2 separate regions of the Mus musculus genome follow, and region 2 is linked to region 1. Evidence: chromatin contacts called from public promoter capture Hi-C data. All regions are on one chromosome and are shown on one strand. The core of a region is the stretch at or near the end of the contact, and the rest is flanking DNA. Distances in the headings are between cores, read along the strand shown.

What was found. Promoter capture Hi-C pulls out the DNA fragments that hold promoters and counts their contacts.
Region 2: a promoter capture Hi-C map of hippocampal neurons shows a contact between it and region 1, with 2.8 times the contacts expected there. The contact joins the promoter of Tnni3k here to the enhancer-like site in region 1. A contact is called at or near these places in 10 of 39 promoter capture datasets (the 3T3-L1 cell line, 3T3-L1-derived adipocytes, the C10 cell line and 5 more), 1 of 15 datasets of contacts at CTCF or cohesin (the NIH/3T3 cell line), 4 of 115 datasets of contacts at active chromatin or transcription factors (embryonic fibroblasts, embryonic stem cells and heart atrium) and 1 of 9 other capture datasets (adipose tissue).

Annotation. Positions count from the first base shown.
Region 1 is chr3:154,643,689-154,650,737 of GRCm38.p6, forward strand. No RefSeq gene overlaps it. Among named protein-coding and RNA genes, the nearest start is that of Tyw3, 50 kb to the left of the region's middle. Within about 2 kb of position 3,918, at least 18 of the 459 cell types and tissues checked have an H3K27ac peak or open chromatin away from gene starts, as enhancers often do. A contact at or near this core is called in hippocampal neurons, where this site is marked.
Region 2 is chr3:155,052,793-155,059,841 of GRCm38.p6, forward strand. It overlaps Tnni3k (TNNI3 interacting kinase), which reads right to left and starts at 2,615. Exons shown (of 25, transcript NM_177066.5): 1 at 2,475-2,615; 2 at 1,756-1,864. The coding sequence starts at 2,514.

The sequences.
Region 1 (7,049 bases), core at 2,668-5,167:
TAGTGAGTCTAGCTAAGGGTTTATCTATCTTGTTGATTTTCTCAAAGAACCAACTCCTCGTTTGGTTAATTCTTTGAATAGTTCTTCTTGTTTCCACTTGGTTGATTTCACCCCTGAGTTTGATTATTTCCTGCCGTCTACTCCTCTTGGGTGAATTTGCTTCCTTTTTTTCTAGGGCTTTTAGATGTGTTGTCAAGCTGCTAGTATGTGCTGTCTCCCGTTTCTTCTTGGAGGCACTCAGAGCTATGAGTTTCCCTCTTAGAAATGCTTTCATTGTGTCCCATAGGTTTGGGTACGTTGTGGCTTCATTTTCATTAAACTCTAAAAAGTCTTTCTTTCTTTATTCCTTCCTTGACCAAGGTATCATTGAGAAGAGTGTTATTCAGTTTCCACGTGAATGTTGGCTTTCCATTATTTATGTTGTTATTGAAGATCAGTCTTAGGCCATGGTGGTCTGATAGGATACATGGGACAATTTCAATATTTTTGTATCTATTGAGGCCTGTTTTGTGACCAATTATATGGTCAATTTTGGAGAAGGTCCCGTGAGGTGCTGAGAAGAAGGTATATCCTTTTGTTTTAGGATAAAATGTTCTGTAGATATCTGTCAGGTCCATTTGTTTCATAACTTCTGTTAGTTTCACTGTGTCCCTGTTTAGTTTCTGTTTCCACGATCTGTCCTTTGAAGAAAGTGGTGTGTTGAAGTCTCCCACTATTATTGTGTGAGGTGCAATGTATGCTTTGAGCTTTACTAAAGTGTCTCTAATGAATGTGGCTGCCCTTGCATTTGGTGCGTAGATATTCAGAATTGAGAGCTCCTCTTGGAGGATTTTACCTTTGATGAGTATGAAGTGTCCCTCCTTGTCTTTTTTGATAACTTTGGGTTGGAAGTCGATTTTATCCGATATTAAAATGGCTACTCCAGCTTGTTTCTTCAGTCCATTTGCTTGGAAAATTGTTTTCCAGCCTTTCACTCTGAGGTAGTGTCTGTCTTTTTCCCTGAGATGGGTTTCCTGTAAGCAGCAGAATGTTGGGTCCTGTTTGTGTAGCCAGTCTGTTAGTCTATGTCTTTTTATTGGGGAATTGAGTCCATTGATATTAAGAGATATTAAGGAAAAGTAATTGTTGCTTCCTTTTATTTTTGTTGTTAGAGTTGGCATTCTGTTCTTGTGGCTGTCTTCTTTTTGGTTTGTTGAATGATTACTTTCTTAGTTGTTCTAGGGCGTGATTTCTGTCCTTGTATTGCTTCTTTTCTGTTATTATCCTTTGAAGGGCTGGATTCGTGGAAAGATATTGTGTGAATTTGGTTTTGTCGTGGAATACTTTGGTTTCTCCATCTATGGTAATTGAGAGTTTGGCCGGGTATAGTAGCCTGGGCTGGCATTTGTGTTCTCTTAGTGTCTGTATAACATCTGTCCAGGCTCTTCTGGCTTTCATAGTCTCTGGTGAAAAGTCTGGTGTAATTCTGATAGGCCTTCCTTTATATGTTACTTGACCTTTCTCCCTTACTGCTTTTAATATTCTATCTTTATTTAGTGCATTTGTTGTTCTGATTATTATGTGTCAGGAGGAATTTCTTTTCTGGTCCAGTCTATTTGGAGTTCTGTAGGCTTCTTGTATGATCATGGGCATCTCTTTTTTTATGTTTGGGAAGTTTTCTTCTATTATTTTGTTGAAGATATTAGCTGGCCCTTTAAGTTGAAAATCTTCATTCTCATCAATTCCTATTATCCGTAGGTTTGGTCTTCTCATTGTGTCCTGGATTACCTGGATGTTTTGAGTTAGGATCCTTTTGCATTTTGTATTTTCTTTGACTGTTGTGTCGATGTTCTCTATGGAATCTTCTGCACCTGAGATTCTCTCTTCCATTTCTTGTATTCTGTTGCTGATGCTCGCATCTATGGTTCCAGATCTCTTTCCTAGGGTTTCTATCTCCAGCGTTGCCTCGCTTTGGGTTTTCTTTATTGTGTCTACTTCCCCTTTTAGTTCTAGTATGGTTTTGTTCATTTCCATCACCTGTTTGGATGTGTTTTCCTGTTTTTCTTTAATGATTTCTACCTGTTTGGCTGTGTTTTCCTGCTTTTCTTTAAGGGCCTGTAACTCTTTAGCAGTGCTCTCCTGTAATTCTTTAAGTGACTTATGAAAGTCCTTCTTGATGTCCTCCATCATCATCATGAGAAATGTTTTTAAATCTGGGTCTAGATTTTCGGTTGTGTTGGGGTGCCCAGGACTAGGTGGGGTGGGAGTGCTGCGTTTTGATGATGGTGAGTGGTCTTGATTTCTGTTAGTAGGATTCTTACGTTTGCCTTTCGCCATCTGGTAATCTCTGAAGCTAGCTGTTTTAGTTGTCACTGTTAAGAGCTTGTTCTTCAGGTGACTCTGTTAGCCTCTATGAGCAGACCTGGAGGGTAGCACTCTCCTTAGTTTCAGTGGGCAGAGTATTCTCTGCAGGCAAGCTCTCTTCTTGCAAGGCAGGTACCCAGATATCTGGTGTTCGAACCAGACTCCTGGCAGAAGTTGTGTCCCACTCACTAGAGGTCTTAGGATCACGTGTGGAATCCTGTGTGGGCCCTTGCGGGTGTCAGGCGACTCAGCTGGCAAGGTAGCCGGGGCTCGAGTGGAGTGGAAGGGGTTTGTGCCCCAGATCAAGCCCGGGTAGCCTGCTTCCCTATGTACTGCAGTCTCAAGTTCCGCGCGATTGGATTGGGGCAGGCGCTGTGTTCCACTCACCGGAGGTCTTAGGGTCCCGTGGGGAGTCCTGTGTGGGCCCTTGCGGGTGTTGGGCAAGACTCTGCTGGCAAGGAAGCCCGGGGCTCGAGTCGAGCGGAAGGGACTTGTGCCCCAGATCAGGCCCGGGTAGCCTGCTTCCCTATGTACCGCAGTCTCAAGTTCCGCACGATTGGATTGGGGCAGGCGCTGTGTTCCACTCACCAGAGGTCTTAGGATCCCGTGGGGAGTCCCGTGTGGGCCCTTGCGGATGTTGGGCAAGACTCTGCTGGCAAGGTAGCCCGGGGCGAAGCGATGACTCTTGAATGTAAGGATGAGGAGTGGCCACTCTCAAGTATTTCGGTGCCATTTCAGGGTCTGAATCAAACCAGATATTCATGAAAGACAGGTTTAAAGGAGGGTGACATGGTCTGGTGTAGCTTTTGTGGCTTGCTAACAAAAAAAAAAAAAAAAAAAAAAATCTTTATTTATTACCAGCAGGTGGCGCACTAGCCTCACGTTTTAAATCTCCCCAGCTTTGTGATTTTTGTTGTAACTCACTAATTGGGCTGTTAAGGGAGGAGATGATAATTTAGGCACTGTTTACAGAAGAAAGCTGATTTAACCTTCAGCTTTTCTATAAGCGTTTTCTTTTTTCGATCGCAGCGTTCCAACCGAAATTTGCTAAAGTAAAATGGAAGACCTCAACTTTAAAAAATGATTGGAGTGAAATGAAAATATAAGCTAGGGCATCAAGTTAGGAACAGGGGCGAAATGTGAGTCGTGAAATCAACACTTCGGGACGGTAATGGCACCATAGCAGCTACAGCCACACACCACACAAGCAGCTCCTCGCAAGCAAAACGCAGACCCCCGTTTGTGACTGAGCTGGAACACTGAGGGGATAAGCAAGGCTCTGAACGCAGTGCGCCTTCTTTGCCAGCTGGCGCAAGTTCCGAAAACTAGAACCCGGGCAAAAAACGTTCCACCACACATCACTGTGAACGCGACCCGGTGACACTTTCACAAACTGAGAACCAGTGAAGACAGAGAAGCAAGTAAAAAAGGAGTGGCCTGGGTTGACAGATAGTCTTTGATGCATGAGATATGGGTGGGGGGGGGGATAATTCTCGAGGAGAGAAAGTGATGGGGCTCACAGTCCCCGCAGCTCAGGGAAGTGAAGCAGAAGTTGTCCTGACAGCTAACGGTGCAGGGCATGCCTGCCTGCGGGCGCTGCCTGTGTGGCCAGGGCTGGATGTGCTCTGCTCGAAGTTTGTCTACATTTGAACATGAGTCCTTCAGCAAAGGGTATCATGAGAGACAGCGCCTTTAAGCCAGCTTTGTTCTTAAAATACTTCATTAGCATGAGATAATATTAGACATAGCAACACAGATAAAAACAGATTACGCAAAGAATAGCAATACTTATTTGGGGAAAACACCCAACGGGAGTTTCATGTGTCACAGTGAACTGTGGGCACATTCAAATTGTTGAGGCCAGGATACATTGTTTTGTAGTTGTCTTTTCTACTTCTTTGCTCCCATCCATTACTCCCCTACATCATCCTTCTGTCTCCTTAACTCGTTCTTTCCCTCACCCCTTTTTCTTTTGGGGGAGGCAGGGTTTGATGTAGCCCAGGCTGGCCTAAAGCTCACTATGTAACCGAGATGACCCTGAACTTCTCATCTCTCTGACTCTACCTCTCAACTGTGGGTCTCTGGTTGTATCTCCATAGTCCGGTTTCCTGACTTAACTTAGGGCTGCAAGCAAGGACAACTTCTCTACCAACCGTGCACCTCCAGTAGGAAGGGAAGATTTTAAAAAGACAAAACTAAAGAGGATCTACCAGATGTTATGAAGCAATCACCCTGGCTGAAGGGGTTAGCAGCAGGACACCTCCGGCAGAAGGGGAACTGCTAGCTCCTGGGCAGGTGTCCCCAGAGTGGTACTGTTTGTGAAGGCTGTGGTGGCTTCTATGTGGGGAGAGTAGTCCTGGCAGAGTCTTTCCTGATGGTTTCCGGCAGGCAGCCATGCCTTAGATCCTTTCCTGCACAGCCTCCGGGGTTCATCCACTCTGTGTTGTCAGGGTCGGGAGAGGCATCTGTTTGATTCTGACAGCTTTCACTTTGCTTTTGTAGAGAAGAGCGAGGGCACCTTGCCTAGCTCGCCAATCATGTTACACAGGCGGTACTAAGCACTTCACATAAAAATCGAGAGCCTAGTCCCATGGCTACTTCTTCAAAACACCCCCAAATCTAAGGCTCAGAGGTCATTGCAGAAGAGGGGGCTGTTAGACTTAGTGTGTTTAAGAATCCTAGGACCAGTGGACCCACAGATTCCCAGTGAAAAGATCCTCTTGAAGACGTTCAGTGATGTTTCATCAGATGAAACACCTCTTAGGCCTTTCAGGTACAGGCAAATGAGGCCCATCTACTGCAGGGTCACTCCAGATTTGGAAGACAGCCTTGCCTTGAGTAAACCTGGTAAATATTCACTGAGAAAATTGAAATTAAAGTGTGTACTGTGCACCAGCAGTGGTCTGTAATCTAAGGTTATTTCAATATATGCACAGACTTGTAAGTTTTACTGTGTCTTTCAGTTTCTATTTAAGGAATAAGTGGACTTAGGCTGCGGATGTGTGTGGTGCTGCAGGCACACCTTTTGGCCGGCACGGGCTTTGAGAGAGCTGTTAATTCCAGTGAACTTCTTGCTGGCTGGGTAAAAAAAAAAAAAACAAAAAAACGGGGAAATAAAATAGGCCCAATTTTATTTAGTTTACACTGATAGACGTGAATCTAGCAAGAGTCCACACCATTGAATCCTTCTTAACGTTTCCTTCCATTCAGACTTAGGGTTTTGTATGGGTTATATGTGAAGTATTTGCTAATAAAAGAAGCCAAACAGTGTAGGAAATTAAGCTTTGCAACCCCTCCCCTGCACTGTTCAAGCTGGGATCCGAATGCAAACACTGAGGGGATATTAGAAATCCATGCAAGGAACTGTGGCTTTTAGAGATTGTCTTCCTGTGCTTCTACGAGCATTCATTATTTCCTTGGCTGTTGAACTGACTCTATATTCAGCTACTAAACACGCTGGTCAAACGTCCTGCTCACGGCTGACAAGTAGCTCCGTTTCCTGACAACATGACCAGCACTGTTGTTTGATGTTCCGTCCGGAGCAGAATTAATTTTCTCCCAGGAGGTCCCGACGGTGAGATAGATCGCACATGCACAGGGTCCACCGGATGGTGGGGCCGCCTTGCACATTGGCATTTTATCTGTAATCAGATACTTTATCGACACGGATCCTGTCAATTCCCCCCAAATAAGTTGGCTTTATTAATACAGGTTGCTCTTCCTTTTGCAGTAATGAGCTCCACCATGGCCGGCTGCTCAAAGAACCAGGAAAAAGCAAAGCCCGGGATCTGTCATTACACAGGGCAGGGGAATCGGATGCGGCTTTTAACTCCAGGCCACTGATGCTAATTCTTGGTAGCTTGCCTGACTTGCCTGGAGCAACTGAAAACATCAACTTAGCTTTATTCAGGCTAATTATCAGCCTGTGCAGTGGTCCTAAATTTGAGAAATGATTGACAGCCTGATACATATTCTCAAGTTCACACTCATTAGCACACAGTGTCTCAGGTCTGGTCTGCCCCCAAGACATGTATGGAAGCCGGCAACCCACTGAGCTCAGACAGTGCTGGGAAGAAGGACTCATCCCTTAGGTGTCCTGGGCTCTCTTCCCACACTGTCCGCATCTGCATAGAACAAGGGCTGGGTGTGACCTGGTTTGACCTGCATCTGTGCACAGAGGCAGCTTAGTCTAGACACTGTCTGTTCTGAATCAGCAGTCACTTTATCACAGGGCTGGGTCTCTTTGTTGATGAATTCCTTTGAATAACCAAGTGTGTTGAACATTTGTTACATTAAAAAAAAACAAAAAACAAAAAACAAAACTATGTGTGAGGGTTGCCCATCATCGTCCTTCCCATCTTAGAAAGCCTGACACTTGCTCTGTAGGTGTTATTCTATCCTTTTCCTTCAAATTATAAACCTCTCCTCTCCTCTCCTCTCCTCTCCTCTCCTCTCCTCTCCTCTCCTCTCCTCTCCTCTCCTCTCCTCTCCTCTCCTCTCCTCTCCTCTCCTCTCCTCTCCTCCCTCCCTCCCTCCCTCCCTCCTTCCTTTCTCTTTTTTTTAAAGTATAGAATAGAGTTGATTCAGGGCATGGGGAGGGGAGTTGAGAGAACAGCAGAGAGAGAGAGAGAGAGAGAGAGAGAGAGAGAGGGGGGAGAGAGAGAGAAAGAAGAGAAGAGAAGAAAAGAGAAGAGAAGAGAAGAGAA
Region 2 (7,049 bases), core at 1,365-3,864, 410 kb after region 1:
ACACAGTGAGAGAATTTCAGATGCTTCCTCGCACCTGAATATAATGTAGTACTGTGTGGTCAGTGATGCCCCCCCTCCCCCCAGTGCCCTCTTATCCCAGCCTGTTTGTGGAGACCTTAGAAACCCTGTTGTTCTGTTGGTGAAGTTCCGATGAACTAAGGGCAATTGGTGACTGTTTTCCAGGCATGTTATATTTGTGCACTTACTTTTGAGGAACATGGCATTTGGGTATGTCTAAACTCCCTTTTTTCCTATGTAAAATCCAGGATGTTTTATGTTAGGAGTTCACTATGTTAATGAGAGCTGAAACAGACATGGACAACTGGCCAATGTCTAACTTCTTGGCTGGTGTGCTGACTGGTTTTATGTGGACTTGATACAAGCTAGAGTCACTGGAGAGGAGGGAGCCTCAGTTGAGAAAATGCCTCAGTAAGAGTGTGCTGTGGACAAGCCTGTGAGGCAATGGTTTTCAACTTTCATAATGCTGAGTCCCTTTAATACAGCTCTGTATGTTATGGTGACCCCAAACCATAAAACCATTTTCATGCTATTTCATAACTGCAATTTTGCACCTGTTATGAATCATAATGTAAATGTCTGTGTTTTGCAATAGTCTTAGGTTGACTCTGAAAGAATAGCTCCATCTCCAAAGGAATTGCAACGTACAGGTTGAGAACTACTGCTGTATGACATTTTTTCTTAATGAGAGATTTATGGGAGGAGGGCCCAGGTCATTTTGGATACTGCTACCATTGAGAAGGTGGTCCTGGGTTGTATAAGAAAGCAGGCTGAGCAAGCCTGTAACCAGCAACCCACCCTAGTCTGCACCAGCTCCTGCCTCCAGGTTCCTAACCCTACTTGAGTTCCTGCTCTCACTGCTTTTAATGATGAAATGTGATATGTAACCATGAGTGAGATAAGCCCTTCCCTCCACAAGATGCCTTGGATGTGAAGTTTCATGGTAACACTGGTAAAGCTAAGACAGTTGGAAAGCTTGTTGCATTGAAACATACCTAGTTTCTCAGCATCAGATTCAAATTCTCTAGGAGGTTTTTGGTACAAATTGGGTTCCTGCCCCTCTTGTCTAAACATTGTGTGCCTTACAGGGTTGTGATGCTGTCCCAGTCCAGGATGTTTTTGTTGTTGTTTTGTTATTGTTGTTGTTCTTTGTATAATAAAGCAGAAGCGGATATCACACATATTACAAAAATGAGGGTAAAATAATTTTCTGTCCCACTGTAAGACAGCCTTCAATGTATACAGAGCAAGGGAATTATATTCAGGCCCTGAGCAAAGGAATTATACTCAGCCTTCCTGGAGAAGGCCTCCAATATCTACAGGGGGTTGGTAAAACTTCTCTTATTCCTCAAGGAGACTCAGGTCTAGCATCAGCAAACCTGGCAAATAAGCAATACTGTTTGTTAGTGGCACGGAATAAATAATTTAGTGATTAATTCCAGAGTAGGTTACTTGGAATAGTGACAGCTTGTGCCCAATTGCCTATTCTCCAAGCTCTTCTCCCTCAACTTTTGTGAGGACAGAATTTAGGTTATAGTTTAGTGAGGGAGGTGTGATCTTTCCATTTTGGGAGCCACATGAATTCTTATGAACAGATAACTTGGCACTCTAAAGTTTAGTCTGGTTATACCCAAGACTTAGCCTATTTATTGCTAAGGCTTTATGCTTGCACGCACATCATACCTAAAAACAAAATATGGAGACATGTATTTTAAAAAGTAAAAACTCTGACTTTACCCAAAGATGTGTCTTAGTTCTTGAAATTCATTTTCTTTGATCTGCAGGTCATCTTCCAGCCTTTCTATTATAATAGCATAAGATTCACTAACTTTCTTCTTCCATTCATCTGGAAAAGAAAAACAAATAGGATTGATTCATAATTGCATTTTGCAAAATGTAGACAGAGATCATAGCATACAAGTAATCAAAACCCTGTTTTTTATTCTCAATTCTACAATACTTAATTTAAATGACTGATTGTGGGTTTAATGCAGATGTTTATGTTTGTAATGCAATCACTTTGGGATTGTAGTAATTAAGAACCCATTTGATATTGTACAATATATTTACATAAAAGAGTATATTTGACTTATCTTATTGATTTTATTGCATTTTAATTGCAGCAATCTCATTGCTAGACAGTATCTTTTGCTTTTAAATACTAGATACTTAAGATATAATTCTAAAATTTCTATACTCAATAGTTCTTCAAACTTTCTATCATATTATACGAAAGGACTAAACCAATATTTTTTAACAAGAAGTTCTCTGTTTTCCTTTAGAACTGTTTCAGGGAAAAGGAGTAAGTTCAAATAAACTCAACACTTAATATTCTCTGCATTCAGATCGGCACACATCTCAGTGATTTGAAACACATCCACTCTTAGGAGTGAGTTGTGTTGCATGTAAGAAAGCGAGAAATGTTAGCAGAACATGGTGGAAATCAGAAGGCTTACCAGAACAAGTCTGTGTCGGTCTGGATTTGTAATTCCCCATTTTAAAGAAGTCTGCTTTCCTCCTGTGCTGCCCTTCACGATATAAGATTCCAAGTTCTAGCGCTGAAACAGACCAGTTGAAAATATGTTGATAGTCTTTCTAAAAATAAGCCAAGTGCTGAATGGAATGTCATGCAAGGACGTCAGAGAGCAAGGCAGAGTGTGCCTTCAAAGGTGAGCTGATCGTGTAGTGGCTGGGTTTGTTTTAAGGGAGCTGTGTGAAAGGTAAACAGCAAGCATTTCAGTTGTGCTATTGGCTTCCATCAGTGGATTGCTTGTTCATCCACACATGCCCTCTGGGTAGGCCAGTTCCTCAATGAGTGAACATGGAAAGTGACTGGTGATTCTGAGCTCCACTGAAAGAGACTCCAGCCAGCCAGCCAGTGTTTGGCATCTTTGGCACCGGTGAAACAGTGGAAGTTGTCCATGTGAAGAAACAGAAATTCCTATCAATCAGCACTGGGTTGAGACCTGCATGTGTATCTGCAGGGACTAGGGTTCACACACACACACACACACACACACACACACACACACACACACACACACACACACCATGACCATTGCAGTTGATTATTCCTACCTAAGTCACAGACAAGAAAAAAGACATAGTGCTTTATAAATACCAATTTATCATAAGAACAACAGTGATCAGAAAAACATTTCAACATTGCTTTCTTACACATTTCTGGGCAATAAGCAGAATTATGAATTTTTTTATGTCAGTTCCAAACAGGGAGTGGAGCCCAAAGTTGATCCTGAACCATTCGACACTGACGTCTAAGACTGCCGTTATTTCTGATGTGCTGTGTCCTGAGTTATTCCACACACCTTCCATTTACTTCACACTGTTGCTTTTTTTCCACGCACATTTGCACTGAAATAAATGAACCCAGTGTGGGATGGAAAAAAAATGGAAATAACATAGGAAACTTATTGGTTATTTTCTATATATTTCTTCTAGGTGATCTTACTGTGTATGAGAGCTGTAAATTCCAATCTTGAAAGTCACACTTAGCTTTAACGTAGGAGGTGTTGGATTCACATTTACTATGATCAAATATTCAAATGGCTCTTCTTAAACAAATGCTTAGATGAGTTAAGGAATCCTCATGCCCTGCCTTAGCAAGCTAAAGGAAAGGTCCCCAGGGAAGGGCTGCCCTACTGATAAAATAAGTCGAACTCAGTACCTGGCTTTGTACTTGTGTCTACTCTTGGTGGTTTGGACTCTCTTCTTGTCATTAAGGCCTGTCAGGGATATGTAGAGTTTATATAGTGCAGGGTCCTCTGGTCACTTTGATCTGTAGTTCTTCAGTTTTCTCCTTTGAAAGCTAGACACTGTTGATTTTGCCAGCTAGTTCCCAGTACTGTGTGACCCCCATGCAGCTTGTTCTAAGCATGGTGAAACCCCAATTCTCTCTGTTTTGAGAGCCTAGCTTCCCTCAGACAAGCTGTTCTCTGATTCACCAGCCCAGGAAACTGACTTCATTAGTATTTCTCAGTCTTAAACCACATACTTCCTCAGGAATGATCCTCCAGGGAGCTATAACATGCATGCATGTGATTTGTATTACAATTTGGGAGTTAGTACATTAGTGTACAGGAAATGATAATGTTAGTAGTTATCAGAAATAGTGGCTCTTTTCTTAGATACTTGTTTTATTATTTTATTAACTCTTAGTAATACATATTTATTGCACAAAAGGACAGGGCTCAGTATAATGTCAATAAATATAGACGTGTAAGCATCTGTTTCATAAGAATTTGAGTTTTCAGGTAAATATGTCTTACATTTTAGTCACTTCCCCCATTACTCTATTTCTCAAAATGAATTAAGTTTTTAATATGATTTTCTCCAGGTAAATCTACTTTTCTGCAAAAGACACAACTTTGTTATTTATCCTTGGGAAAACTCCACCATTCACACATAAGGCACTTTTCTCTATTCATGCACCTGCCCGGGCAGAGTTAGGCAGGTCCTGTAGCTTGGCCCTTATGCATAGTGTCACCATAAAAATGGGTGTGCAGATCCTCTGTCATTGACTGCGTTGAGTCTTTGAGATAAATATCCAGTAGTAATAGGTGAAAGAGGTCCTCACCCACATCAGCGAAGTATTACCTTTTCCTTGAAATCAGCCTTTGTTGGTATCATCTTGATGCTCGCCATTCTGGCTCGTGTGAAATGGAATCTGGGTGTTAGTCTTGTTTGCATTCTGATTGCTAAGGATGTTGGACAGTCTCCATATTATTTATTGTCTAGCTCTTTTGAGAACTATTGGTTCAAAATTTCTTTGCCCATTTTATTGACTGAATTATTTGTGTTTAGGGGCCAATATTTTGAATTCTTTATACACTTGAATAGCAAACTGTCAGATGAATAGCTGGTAAACATTTTCTCCTACTCTGTAGGCTATCCTTTTATTCTGTTAAATGTATTTTGGCATAACATTTGCAAATTAGTGCAATCCTGTATGCTGTGGTTTGCTGAAGTATTGGAGTATGACTCAGAAGGTCTTTGTCTAGACAGTGTACTGAAGAATGGGTCCTATGTGTCCTCTAGCACAATGAATGCTTTTCAGATTCTTGATCTATTTCAAATTGGTTTCTTAAGGCAGAAGGAAGGAAGGAGTTTATTTTAACTCTCCTGCATATCCATATCCAGTGTCCTCGGAAGCAGATGCAAGAGCTATGCACAGTGGCATCCCTGGGAAGCAGAGAAATGGGCTATATGGTCTAGACTTAGGTATCATCCCACTTGTATTTCATGTATGAGTGGATAAACATGTACATTTATCAAGCAGAACATGACCAGGTAATAGACAGGTGCTATTCTAATGTGGACTAGTAGCTGTCTCTGTTCATCTGACAGGATTTAAAATCACTGGGAGGAGATGTGTCTATGACAGTGCTTCCAACTAGGTTTAAGTAAGGAGGGAAGAACCCACCCTGAATGAGCAGGGCATCATCCTGTGTGCTGGGATCCTGAACTGACTAAAAAGGAGAAAGCAAAAGGAGTAAGCACAAGCCTCTCTCTCATTCTCTCTCTCTCTCTCTCTCTCTCTCTCTCTCTCTCTCTCTCTCTCTCTCTCTCTCTCTCTCTGCTTCAGTTCCCCTTCCTTTCTGGTTCTAGACTATACATGCAGGGCAACCTGCTGCCCCATCACATAGTCAGTCATGAACCCTCCCTCACCTCTGGTCTACATTACCCTCTGAAACCATGGACCATAACAAACCCCTCTTCCCTTAATACTTTATACTTTTTTATACAATATTCTGATCAGTTCCCCGCCCCTGAATTTTTCCCAGATTGCTCTCTCCTTCCCATACACCTAACTCCATGCAGCTGCCGCCTCCTCCTCTTCTTCTTCCTCCTCCTTCTTCTCCCTCCCCTTTCTCAAACATACAGGTAAACAGAAAAATAAAGCAAACAAAAAACCACCAAAGAGAAAGTACAAGAACCAGTAAAACCACAAAACCAGAAAGCATAGTATACAAGTGAAAGATCATTAACACAGAACGTGCTTAAACAAAGAACTATGAGAAAACAAATCAGCGAAAAGACCACTGAGTTCACTTTGTGTTGGCTGTCCAGTGGTGGTCATGGGCCTGCCCTGAAGTGTGCTTTTTGCACCCAGTGAAACTACAGTAGAGAAAGCTCATCTTGCCTTTGCAGGCAGATATCAACTCCAGACAGTTTCAAGGTTAGGGTTGGAAGTTCATGTCTAGTTTGTGTGTGTGTGTGTGGGGGGGATTTACATGTATAATATTCAGTGAAAGAATACAGCTACAAAGTCCAGCAGTCAAAGGCCATGGCATTCTGGAAAAGGCAACGTTATAGATAAACAAGTTTTTGTGAAAGAGAGGAAGACTCAGAGATGGGAACTTGGAACAGCTGAGTGCTTGAGGGAGGGGCAGAACCTTAATGACACTAATCGGGAAGATATCACCACGTTGACTCTGTATGAAACAGCCATGCTAAGTACGGACACTGGCTAATCATTACATACAAACACTTGGTGACTAAAGGTCCATTGGTGATAACAAATGAGCTACAAAGACAGGAATTCATAATGAGGAAAATCATGATGGGAAAGAGTAAATATGAACTTACATTAGGACTCAACTTTTCTTAGAACAAAACCACTATATCAAAAACATTTACCAATCTTAAAAATTAAGAAAAATGATACAAATAAACTTGGCTTCCAAAATTAGAGTCTGTGGGCAGGAGAGGTGGAACAGCAGGTGAAGGTGCTTGCTCTAGAGTCTGAGGACCTGAGTGTACTGTGTGAAACAATATGGGGGAAGGCAGGAACCAGAATCAGCTCACATGGTTGTCCTCTGATATCCCCATGTACACAGGGGCAAGGATCTGTCCCTGTACACACAGAGAAGCACATGCACACACAAACACACACATATATACACACATGTATATCCACATACACACACTTAAACAAATGTACATATACCCACATACACACACACATACACACAAACACACCCATATACATACACACATATATACTCAGACAG